Linked DNA regions of Danio rerio: region 2 is linked to region 1. A link is a contact called in public Hi-C data. All regions are on one chromosome and are shown on one strand. Each heading gives the region's core, a stretch centred on a gene start, on an enhancer-like site or on the middle of the called end of the contact. The rest is flanking DNA. Distances are from core to core; before and after follow the strand shown. Region 1 holds the start of LOC100334314 (kelch-like protein 29). Region 2 has its middle 68 kb from the start of cdc5l.

Region 1 (5,675 bases), core at 805-3,304:
AAGTCAGTTTAAAGTTCAATGGACTCGTAAGATTGATTTTCATTCATTCATTTTCTTTTTGGCTCAGTCCCTTAATTAATCAGGGGTCGCCACAGCGGAATGAACCGCCAAATAAAATCACTTTTATAGTCACATAATAAAAGTGATTAGATTTGGCGGTTCATTCCGCTGTGGAGAAATGGACTGCCAAATCAAATCACTTTTATTATGTGACTATAAAAGTGATTTTATTTGGCGGTTCATTCCGCTGTGGTGACCCCTGATTAATAAAAGGACTAATGGAGTCATAAGATTAATTTTCATTCATTTATCCATTTATTTTCTTTTCGGCTTAGTCCCTTTATCAATCAGGGGTCGCCACAGTGGAATGAACCGCCAAATAAAATCACTTTTATAGTCACATAATAAAAGTGATTGTATGTATGTATGTAAATATATATTCATACATTTTGATGTACATGCTCTAGTTTAACTAAGACCTTGTATATATATATATATATATATATATATATATATATATATATATATATATATATATATATATATATATATATATACAAGGTCTTAGTTAAACTAGAGCAATTAAGCAGCTTTTATACAAATGTCATCCATATTTATCCATATTTGGATAAAAGCGTCTGCTAAATGACAATGTAAATGTAAATATGAGCCCATTAAAAAGCATTGGATGCAGCCCAGATTGCACTGCACCAGGTCTGCAGCCAGACCCCTCTCGTTCATCTTGCTCTCCTGCACTTGCACATCTCCACCAATAGATGTCAGTCTTGCATTGAATAAATGTATTGAGCTGGTATTGAGTGAATACATTGAGGAAAAGTATTCAGGAGTCAACATTTGAGGTGGATCAAAAAGTATTTTCAGGTTGTTTTGGGAAAAAATAAAGTCTTGGGACAAATTTAAATAAAGGTGATCCCCTCCAAATGTTGACTACTGTATTTATACACTGCCATTTGATTCTGTACTATGTAAACAGTTGTTGTTTTTTATTACAGGTTATAAAAACGTATCTGGTCACTGGTCTCAAAATGTGGAAAATAGATTGAGAAGTTGCTTGTGACTGTGAAGAGTGCATATCATGTGGTTACAAAACAAGAGTATGATTTTTATAAATAAATAAATAATATATAATATAATACAACAATATAAATATATATATATATATATATATATATATATATATATATATATATATATATATATATATATATATATATATATATATATATTCATTAATTCATTAATTAATTCATTCATTTATTCATTCGGCTTAGTGCACAGTCCAAACACATGCGCTATACGTGAATTGAGTAAGCTAAATTGGTTGCAGTGTATGGGGGTGAATGAGTGTGTATGGGTGTTTCCCAGTCTGGGTTGCGGCTGGAAGTGCATACACTACGTACAGGAATTGAGTTTGAGACCTATGTTTTTTAGTTTAATACATGCGCAAGGTTTTAATGTGTCGTCACATTTTGCCTTCTATATCTTTTTAACACTAAACTGATGAATGAATTCAATTCAATTCAATAATTGCTTTATTGGCATGACAATTGTTATGTTTTGCCAAAGCAGTTATAAAGTTTACATAAAAAGTAACATACACACACACACACACACACACACACACACACACACACACACACACACACACACACACACACACACACACACACACACATATATAAACAGAACACACAGTAAATAGTAGTAGCAAAAAAAAAAAAGATGATATTTATATATAATAATTAAATAAAATATCAACAATACATCAAATTATTCAATATATTACATTAATATTCAATATATTATATTATTATTCAACAATAATTATTCATACAATTCAATACAAAAATAGATCAGAATAAACTGTACATTTTTAGGATAAAACAGTAATAAAAACAATAATCAGTATATTTACAATGATTCATTTATAATCATCTGGGTTTTAATCTCTCTGTCTCTCGACAGATGGCGCTATGTGTTTAGTAATAATAGAGTTAAAGGGGCGGAGCAGAGAGTGTCACACACACACACACACACTCTCACAGCGCAGGCCGTCGGAGAAGGAGTGCGCTGACTCTCCAAACACACACACTTACACACAGTGAGAGCTCAGCATCATCATCATCACAATCATCATCCTCCGCATCATCACTGACAGCAGCGCGAGCTCGGGATCCTCATACAATGAAACGTGCGCGCGCAGATTCATGTGAAGGTAAGACAGCTGGAGTTCACATCAGCATCACACAGACAAACACACACAGGAGCTGCTGGGATTACCGTGCGATGCATCACCGTGATCCCGCGTGTGTGCTTGATTTGGACAGACTATAGTGTTGTGATCACTGAAGGCGGATTTATTTCCCTCTACAGACACCAGAGCTCATCTACTGCATGTTTCAGTAGGACATCAGTGTTGTTCTGCTTCTGGATTGGGGAAATAAGTCACCGGAGACGCCAGGTTTCACTTTTCCGGACAGTTACAGGTGTGCAAACATTGACAGCTCATTAATAGGCGAGTTCGTGTGTGTTTGGTTCGTATTTGCTGTGTTCATTGTTGATATAGGAGTTTGTGTTGATAATATCTGTGTTAGTTTTCGTAATTTAGATAAAATTGGTTATATATTTGCTCATTTGTTCATTTTTGAACACTTAACAACTAAGTAAGACGGTCTCTATATTGTTTATCACGCTACTTTACATAATAGAGGCAACGTAAAGTTGGTTATTCGGATATTCAGACATTCTCCTTAATAATATAAGTTCAGAAAAGTATTTAAAATAGGGAAATCACATTAGCAGCCAGTGACTATTAAAGTACATTGTTTACAGTCAGTTAAATATTGCTAATGCTGTTTTGAAGTCATAACTTTACTTAGGCTAACATGCTAATTCAGACCTGTTATTCAAATTAGCATGACAATTTAGAGACCGTTAAATGAGAGAATATGCGAATATAAAACCAATTTACCTTAATCTTTATATATTCGGTCTGAATTAGCTTGCAAGTGTGACTTTAAAAACAAGATTAGCACTAATTAAATGACTGTGAACGTACTCTGATAGTCATTGGCTGCTTATATGATTTCCCTATTTAAAATAACAGTTACTTTTCTGAAATTATATTATTAAGGGGAAAGTCTGCATATAAAGCCAACTTTACCCCAATGTTATAGTATTTTATTGTTATTAATATCGTTTTTGCAGAGTTATAAGCTCTTATAATGTTATATTTGGAAACTAAATATGTTATTTAAACATTTTAAAGCGCGTTTATGAAGTTTTTATGGTTGTTTTACCTCATTGTTGTGTTAAATTTATGAACAAACGTATTGTTGGGTTATTTTTTTCAATACATACATTTAAATGAGACTTTTGCATCGGTTGTGGTTGTCTATATTTGATTCTTAGTTCTGTTAAAACAGCCCAGCTTTTTTTCTAGAATCTAGAGTGTAGGTTAATTGAGATTGTGTTTATATATTTAGTTTGTCCACATTTTATTGATGTTTATAAAAAAGCACATTACAAAAGGAGGTAGACGTTTGACATTAGGTCAAACTACCTTTATTTCATTAATGTTTTATATAAAACTGTGTCAGAGTAGATATTGTTTTTGTTAGTTACCTTAATGATATTGTTAGTTAATATCTTTTGCAGAGTTATAAGTTTCTAGTTTAATGTGGAAACTAAATGTATTATTTAAACAGTTTATTGATTGTCTATGAAGTTTATAAAATCACAGAGTTGATAGTTATACACCCAAAGAAAAATGTTGGGTTGTTTTACCTCAGTGTTGCGTTAAATGTATGAACAAACGTATTGTTGGGTTATTTTTTTTAAACATACATTTAAAGTAGACTTTTAAACCGGTTGTGTTTGTCTATATTTGGCTCATCTTTTGGGTTAAAACAGCCCAGCGTTTTTCTAGAGTGTATGTTAATTGAGATCATGTTTTTATATTTAGTTTGTCCACGTTTTTATTGATCTTTACAAAAAGTGGATTACAGAAGGAGGTAGAAGTTTGACATATTAAAACAAGCTACCTTTATTTCAGTGGTGTTTTGTAGGAAACTTTATAACATCCATAGTTGATAGTTGTACACTAAAAGACAAATGCTGGGTTGTTTTACCTCATTGTTGCTTTAATTTATAAACAAACATGACGTTGAGGTATTTTTTTATACATACATTTAAATTAGACTTTTAAATCGGTTGTGTTTGTCCATATTTGACTCATCTTTGTGTTAAAACAGCGCAATATTTCTTAGAGTGTAGGTTAATTAAGATCATCTTTTTGTATTTAGTGAGTCTGTTTTTTTTTATTGATGTTTACAAAAAGTGCATTGCAAAAGGTGGAAGGTTGACATTAAATGAAGCTACCTTTATTTCAATAGTGTTTTTTACAAAACTGATTGTGTCAGAGTAGATTTTGCTTTTGTTAGTTACCTTAATGTTATTGTGAGTAATCTCTTTTTTGCAGAGTTATAAGCTCTGATTATGTGACATGTGGAAACTAAATATATTATTTAAACAATTTAACGATTGTTTATAGAGTTTATAAAATCACAGAGTTGACAGTTCTACACCCAAAGAAAAAGCTGGGTTGTTTTACCTCATTGTTGTGTTAAATTTATGAACAAACATAACGTTGGGTTATTTTTTTATACATACATTTGAATTAGACTTTTAAATCGGTTGTGTTTGTCCATATTTGACTCATCTTTGTGTTAAAACAGCGCAAGATTTCTTAGAGTGTAGGTTAATTAAGATCGTCTTTTTGTATTTAGTGAGCCTGTTTTTTATTTTTATTGATGTTTACAAAAAGTGCATTGCAAAAGGTGGAGGGTTGACATTAAATGAAGCTACCTTTATTTCAATAGTGTTTTTTACAAAACTGATTGTGTCAGAGTAGATTTTGTTTTTATCAGTTACCTTAATGTTATTTTGAGTAATCTCGTTTTTGCAGAGTTATAAGCTCTGATAATGTGACGTGGAAACTAAATATATTATTTAAACATTTAACGATTGTTTATAGAGTTTATAAAATCACAGAGTTGATAGTTCTACACCCAAAGAAAAAGCTGGGTTGTTTTACCTCATTGTTGTGTTAAATTTATGAACAAACGTATTGTTGGGTTATTTTTTATACATGCATTTAAATCTGACTTTTAAATCGGTTGTGTTTGTCAATATTTGCCCATCTTTGTTATAAAACAGGCCAGTGTTTTGTTCTTTTAGAGTATAGCTTAATTGAGATGGTGTTTATACATTTAGTTTGTCAACATTTTTACTGATGTTTACTAAAAGTACAATTACAAAAGGAGGAAGACATTTGACATTAAGTCAAGCTACGTTTATTTCAATAGTGCTTTGTAAAGAACTGATTGTGTCAGAGTAGCTTCATAACATTAAGGTAAAGTTATGATTCGCACGTTTTTTCATTTTTAAACTGTAACGTTGTGTGACGTTTAATATTCTGTCTGAAATTGCATGTAAGTGTGACTTGAAAACAATATTTGGACTATTTAATTGACCGTGAAATAAAGGGACTAAGCTGAAAAGGAAATGAATGAAAGAACTTGTGACTTTGAATTTTTGGTCTGATATAGCATGTGTACGTGTGATTTCAAAACAACTTTAGCACTATTTAAATG
Region 2 (5,675 bases), core at 2,169-4,668, 520 kb after region 1:
GTGAGGCCATAGCACTAGCTACTGCGCCACCACGTCGCCCTATCTATGATTTTAAACAAGTAATTTAAACTTTTCATTAAAATTGTCTTTTTTTTCTTCCTTTAGTGTTGAATGTCCGTTTCCTAATTGGACTTTGAGAGGATTTTATTAAGTGGCAAGGAAAAAAAGACCAAGCCAAGCAGAGCAATGGGGTTTATGTCCGGCTGAGAGAACTTGAGTCGAACCACAGACCACAACAATTCTTATTTTAAATCTGTCTGCATTCACACGCTGAGCTTTACAGACCCCCAGATTCTTCCTCTATATGACTTTTTCGTCATGATTCTTTGCATGAATTATGAGAGGAACTCCTGCTAAACTGCAAACAATTAATGAAGTGAATAAAAACAAGGTACAATGAGATCTCCCACACAGTTAGAAATATATATTTTTCCTGACCAAATAATTTCTCTAGAGAGAAACTGGTGAGTTTTACTATTTTTGGATCCATTTAGTCGATCTCCAGGTCTGGTGGGTCACTTTTTAGCTTAGCTTAGCTTAACATAGATCATCGAGTCCCATTGCAATGATATTATGCAGTGCTTGAAAGTTAGTTTGTTATCTCCATTCATTAGTATTGATTGTCTTTATTTGATTTACACTATTGTTGATTTACAGTTGTTCTTGTTCAAGTTTGTTACTGTCTGTTCTTACCTTTGTGTCGTCATATCTTCTCGTTCCTCGTGTTTCCCTGTGAGTTTAGAAAGACTGTAGGTGACATACATGTCAGCACGTAGATAAACATTTTTCTAGATAATCCAAGTAAGAGCGTGTGTGCCAACCCATGTATTTTTGGATTAATTATTAGTCATTGTAAATTAGATAGGACGTCATTGGCATTGAAGATTTATTTTTCATATCTCTTGCTTATTAGATTACATTAAAAGGGATTTGGTGTGAACATTAGTAAGAGTTTTTGGTTTTGTTTGGTTCTTTTTTTAGCACCACCCAGTCTTTCTAACATTTTATTGTATACTGTCGTTGACATTGTATTATAAATATCTCACTCACTGATTCACTATCGCTTCTATAAATAAATCACTAACATTTGTTCACTTAATTCTTGTTGACAATCCTTAATTTGCTTTACAAATTTAATTTGAGTTTTTGCATAACCAAGATTCTCAGCTCAAATGTGCAACCCCACTCCCCTAGACTGTCAGGGGTTGTAACATTAGTAAAGCAGCAAAGTTCCTTGATTATTACGCCAGAATGAGAGTATAGTTCCTTCATACCAGCTTAGAAAATAGCAACTTTTCTTTCTTTTTTTTTTCTTTTTTTTCATGTTTATTTATTTAAAACTTAACTTAACTTAGTTTAATTTAATTATATTTGTTAAATTGTATTATTGTATTTTAATTTAAACTAAATTTAATTTACTTTAATTTGTATGTATTTATTCATATATTCATTTTTTGTTTAATTTAATTTAATATTTATTTATTTATAACTTAAGTTAGTTTGATTGTATTTATTAAATTTTATTATTTTATTTGAATTAAATTAAATGTTTAATTTTTATTCATTTATTTAGTTACTAATTCATATGATCATTTTTTATTTAATTTATATTTAAATTTTATAAAATAACTTAACAATATTTTATTGTTTTATTTTTTATTAAATTTATTTAAATTTTTATTCATTTATTATTCATTTATTCTTATATAATTTTTTTATTTATTTAATATTTATTTTATTTTTTATTTATAACCTAACGTAACTTCAATTTGAATTAGTTTTTATTCATTTTTTTTATTTATTCATATATTCATTTTTTATTTATTTTATTTTTTATAACCCTACGTAACTTATTTCAATTTAAATTAATGACATTTATAAATTTTATGATTTTACTTAGAATTTATTAAAATTTTATTTACTTACATTTTTTTATTAATTCTTATTTTTTAAACTAACTTAATTAAACTTAATTTAATTATATTTATAAAATTTTATTATTTAATTTAATTTATCATGATGCACTTCTGTAATGATATCAGTTTTGCAAACACTCAAAATGTGCCAATGTTATTCATAAGATCAAGTGTCTGCATCTCAAACGTGGTAAGATCTGTTTCTTCATCATTTGTCTGAAGTATGCTCGAGTTATTTTTCAATACATGACTCTCTCTGCTATTCTGTTCTCTAAATCAGTGTCTTTCATGCATGTGTAAGTGTTGAAATGACATCCGCTCTCTCTGCTGATCAATGCTGCTCATTTTCTTTTGGCAGCAGATTCACCACAGACTTGGAGAAGGTCTGGAGACTCGAACTGAATGCAGGACTTTGACACTAAATCACAGCCAACAACACAGTCTGGAGGTCAGATTTTCAGTCAATTTTTTTTATTACTGCCATTCCAGTTTAATGGATAATTTATTACATAAAACATATACATAATATATAAATAATACTTGATAATAATATTAATACATTTTATATAATAATAGGCAGCAAGATGGCTCAGTGTTTAGTGCAGTCGGCTCACAGCAAGAAAGTCACTGGTTCGAGTCCAGGCAGGGTCAGTTGTCATTTCTATGTGGAGTTTGCATGTTCTCCCTATGTTGGCGTTGGTTTCCTCCAGGTGATCAATTTCCCCCACAGTCCAAACACGTGCACTATAGGTGAATTGAATAAACTAATTTGGCCATAGTGTGTGTGTGTGTGTGTGTGTGTGTGTGTGTGTGTGTGTGTGTGTGTGTGTGTGTGTGTGTGTGTGTGTGTGTGTGTGTGTGTGTGTGTGTGTGTGTGTGTGAATGGGTGTTTCCCAGTACTGAGTTGCAGCTGGACGGGCATCTGCCATGTAAAACATATGCTGGATAGGTTGGCGGTTCATTCCGCTGTGGTGACCCCTGATAAATAAAGGGACTAAGATGAAGGAAGATAAATGAATTATAAAAAAATCAATAATAAAATCCTCTTTTGCTCATAAATGTAACCTGCAGCATTTCAAAAAACGTTTACAAAAAAGGTTTACAGAACTTGATTTGGGTGCATTCATTTTATTGCAAGCTCAGCAAAGCTTATTGGATTTTTCAAACATCTACAAATACATCCAAAAAATACATCCAAACTATCTGCTTCATCAAACGAAACACACTTTCAAACATTAACAGAGGCGAAACACAAATCCTCTCCGTGTTTTTGAAGTGTGATTAACGCATCCCTGAACTTCATCTTTCAATCATAAACTCGCCTCCGGATCAAGTGAGAAATGGCAAATATCCTTTTTTTTCTGCGCAGCTTTAAAGGGAGCCGGAGGATCCCCACAAGGTGCGTTTCTCCACAATCAAAGTGTGATCCTGTTTGATTTAAACAGCTTAAGTACACCTGGCTTTCTGCTTCAAGAGCCCAAAGGATGACTTTAATCTGAATTCCCCACAGCCTCGGCGTAAACCCGTCAACACGGCCCAGAGAGGCTTTTCTGGAGGATTATTCAACACACAAACACACACGGCGTAGATCTGGCAAGCCCATTTCACATTAAAGAATACCTATCATGCCCCTTTTTCATTCATATTTTCTTTTTCTTCAGCTTAGTTCCTTTAATAATCCGGGGTCGCCACAGCGGAATGAACCGCTAACTTATCCATCATGTTTTTTTTTACACAGCGGATGCCCTTCCAGCTGCAACCTATCTCTGGGAAACATCCACACACACTAATTCACACTCATACACTACGGAGAATTTAGCCTACCCAATTCACCTGTATCGCATGTAGTGATGGGTCGTTCATGAACGAATCTTCAATATGACTCGAGAACTACGAGTCCTCTCATGGAATAATTCGTTCATCCGCGCATGCGCACATTTGTGCAGGTGGTATCGTTCATTTTAAGTCTTTTGAGTCATTCATCGAGGAAAGGCAGAAGCCAATCATACGCGTTTAGAGCCGGAAAAAGAATTGAACCGTTCATCTCTCGAGTCCTCTGGTTTGAGTCATTCTGTCACGAGATGAACGAACAACTTAAGAACCAGAAGACTTAAAAGGTGAACTAATTATCATGGCTCCTATCGGCTTAGACTGTGCATTGATTAAGATTATATGTGACTGTCAGTGTAACGTGAATGAACCCCTGACATTTGAAGACATGAAGAGGTGAGCTGAGCAAAGAGACAACAATACCTTCATAGACAAAAGAGCAGGTAAACATTGTATTATTATTTTCTCCTTCTTATATTCGATTTATGACTTATTTGTCGTGTGATCAACCTTTCGGGCTTGTTGTAGATGTGTTTGGAAGCCATTTGTAACATTTTAATAATATTTCGGTAAATTGAACCAAATGAACAAAATGACTCGAAAAAAGATTCGTTCATCTCGATGAACGAGACTCAAAGATCCGAGTCAGTAAATTGATCCCAACTTCCCATCACTAACCGCATGTCTTTGGATTGTGGGGGAAACCGGAGCACCCGGAGGAAACCCACTCAAACGCAGGGAGAACATGCAAACTTCACTCAGAAATGCCAACTGACTCAGCCGAGGCTCAAACCAGCAACCTTCTGTGAATTGTGTAAGCTAAACTGTCCGTAGTGTATGAGTGTGAATGAGTGTGTGTGGATGTTTCCCAGAGATGGGTTGCGGCTGGAAGGGCATTCACTGCGTGACAATGTGCTGGATTAGTTGGCGGTTAATTCCGCTGTGGCAATCCCGGATTAATAAAGGGACTAAGCTGAAAAGAAAAGGATTGAATGAATAAGTCGCTGAATGTCGCAAAAATAATCTCGCTTTAGACAGAAGCAAGTAAATGCTATTGTACAGAAAATAGTGATTTCATTTTTACATTAAATTTGAAAAAAAAATAAATAAATAAAAATCCCCAATCTCCAAAAAAATGTGCTAGGAATTTATGCAAATGAGTGCATGTTTAAATAAAAAATGCAAAATTTGTATATTTAAACAACGTTTTAGAAAATTTGTAATACACAAAATGCAAGGAATGCAATTTTTAATCAACTGGGTATTATCAAATTAAGGGTTGTTTTTGTTTTGTTTTGTTTTATTTTATTTTATATAATTTTATTTGAATTTAATTGTATTTATTTTTATTATTATTTAATTTATTATCAATTTTATTATTTTGTTTTATTTATTAATGTATTAATGTTAATTTTATTTTCATTTATTTATTATTATTTTATTTATTATAAAAATATATGAATTTTTAATAAAAAATACTTTGTTAATTTAATTCAATTTTTATTTAATTTAATTTATTTTATTTATTATTAAAGTTTATTTTTTTTTTTATTTTATTTTTTTTTTTTTACTTGCATGCAGTGTCTTCCCCTAAATGTTGAAAGGGCTTGCCACACACACATAAACACACACTCAGTCAGCAGTTACACCACACTGAAACAGACTGAATGAGATGCGCCACCCTGTGGATGACAGCAGCTATTCTCCATCAATATTCAATTGAATTTATAGAAACAAAAATATTAGTTTCTGTTTATTAGTGATGGTTTTTCATCATTATTAGAGAGACAAATATTTAAGAGAGATTTTCTATAGTCCTAAGAGCTGTTGCTAGGGAGTTCTGGCTGGTTGCTATGACACTGATGAATGGTTGCCAGGGTTTCTGGCTGATTGCTGGGCTTTTGCTTTAGTTTTTTTCTTCAGATTGCA

What was found. Hi-C and Micro-C count contacts between places; a contact is called where the count stands out from the background.
Region 2: a Hi-C map of an unstated tissue shows a contact between it and region 1, with 4 times the contacts expected there. The contact joins the enhancer-like site here to the promoter of LOC100334314 in region 1. A contact is called at or near these places in 2 of 18 Hi-C or Micro-C datasets (caudal fin and an unstated tissue) and 2 of 4 datasets of contacts at active chromatin or transcription factors (caudal fin and embryo).

The regions. Positions count from the first base shown.
Region 1 is chr17:5,597,352-5,603,026 of GRCz12tu, forward strand. LOC100334314 (kelch-like protein 29) reads left to right here and starts at 2,055. Exons shown (of 13, transcript XM_073928107.1): 1 at 2,055-2,236.
Region 2 is chr17:6,117,588-6,123,262 of GRCz12tu, forward strand. No RefSeq gene overlaps it. Among named protein-coding and RNA genes, the nearest start is that of cdc5l, 68 kb to the right of the region's middle. Within about 2 kb of position 3,419, at least 5 of the 62 cell types and tissues checked have an H3K27ac peak or open chromatin away from gene starts, as enhancers often do.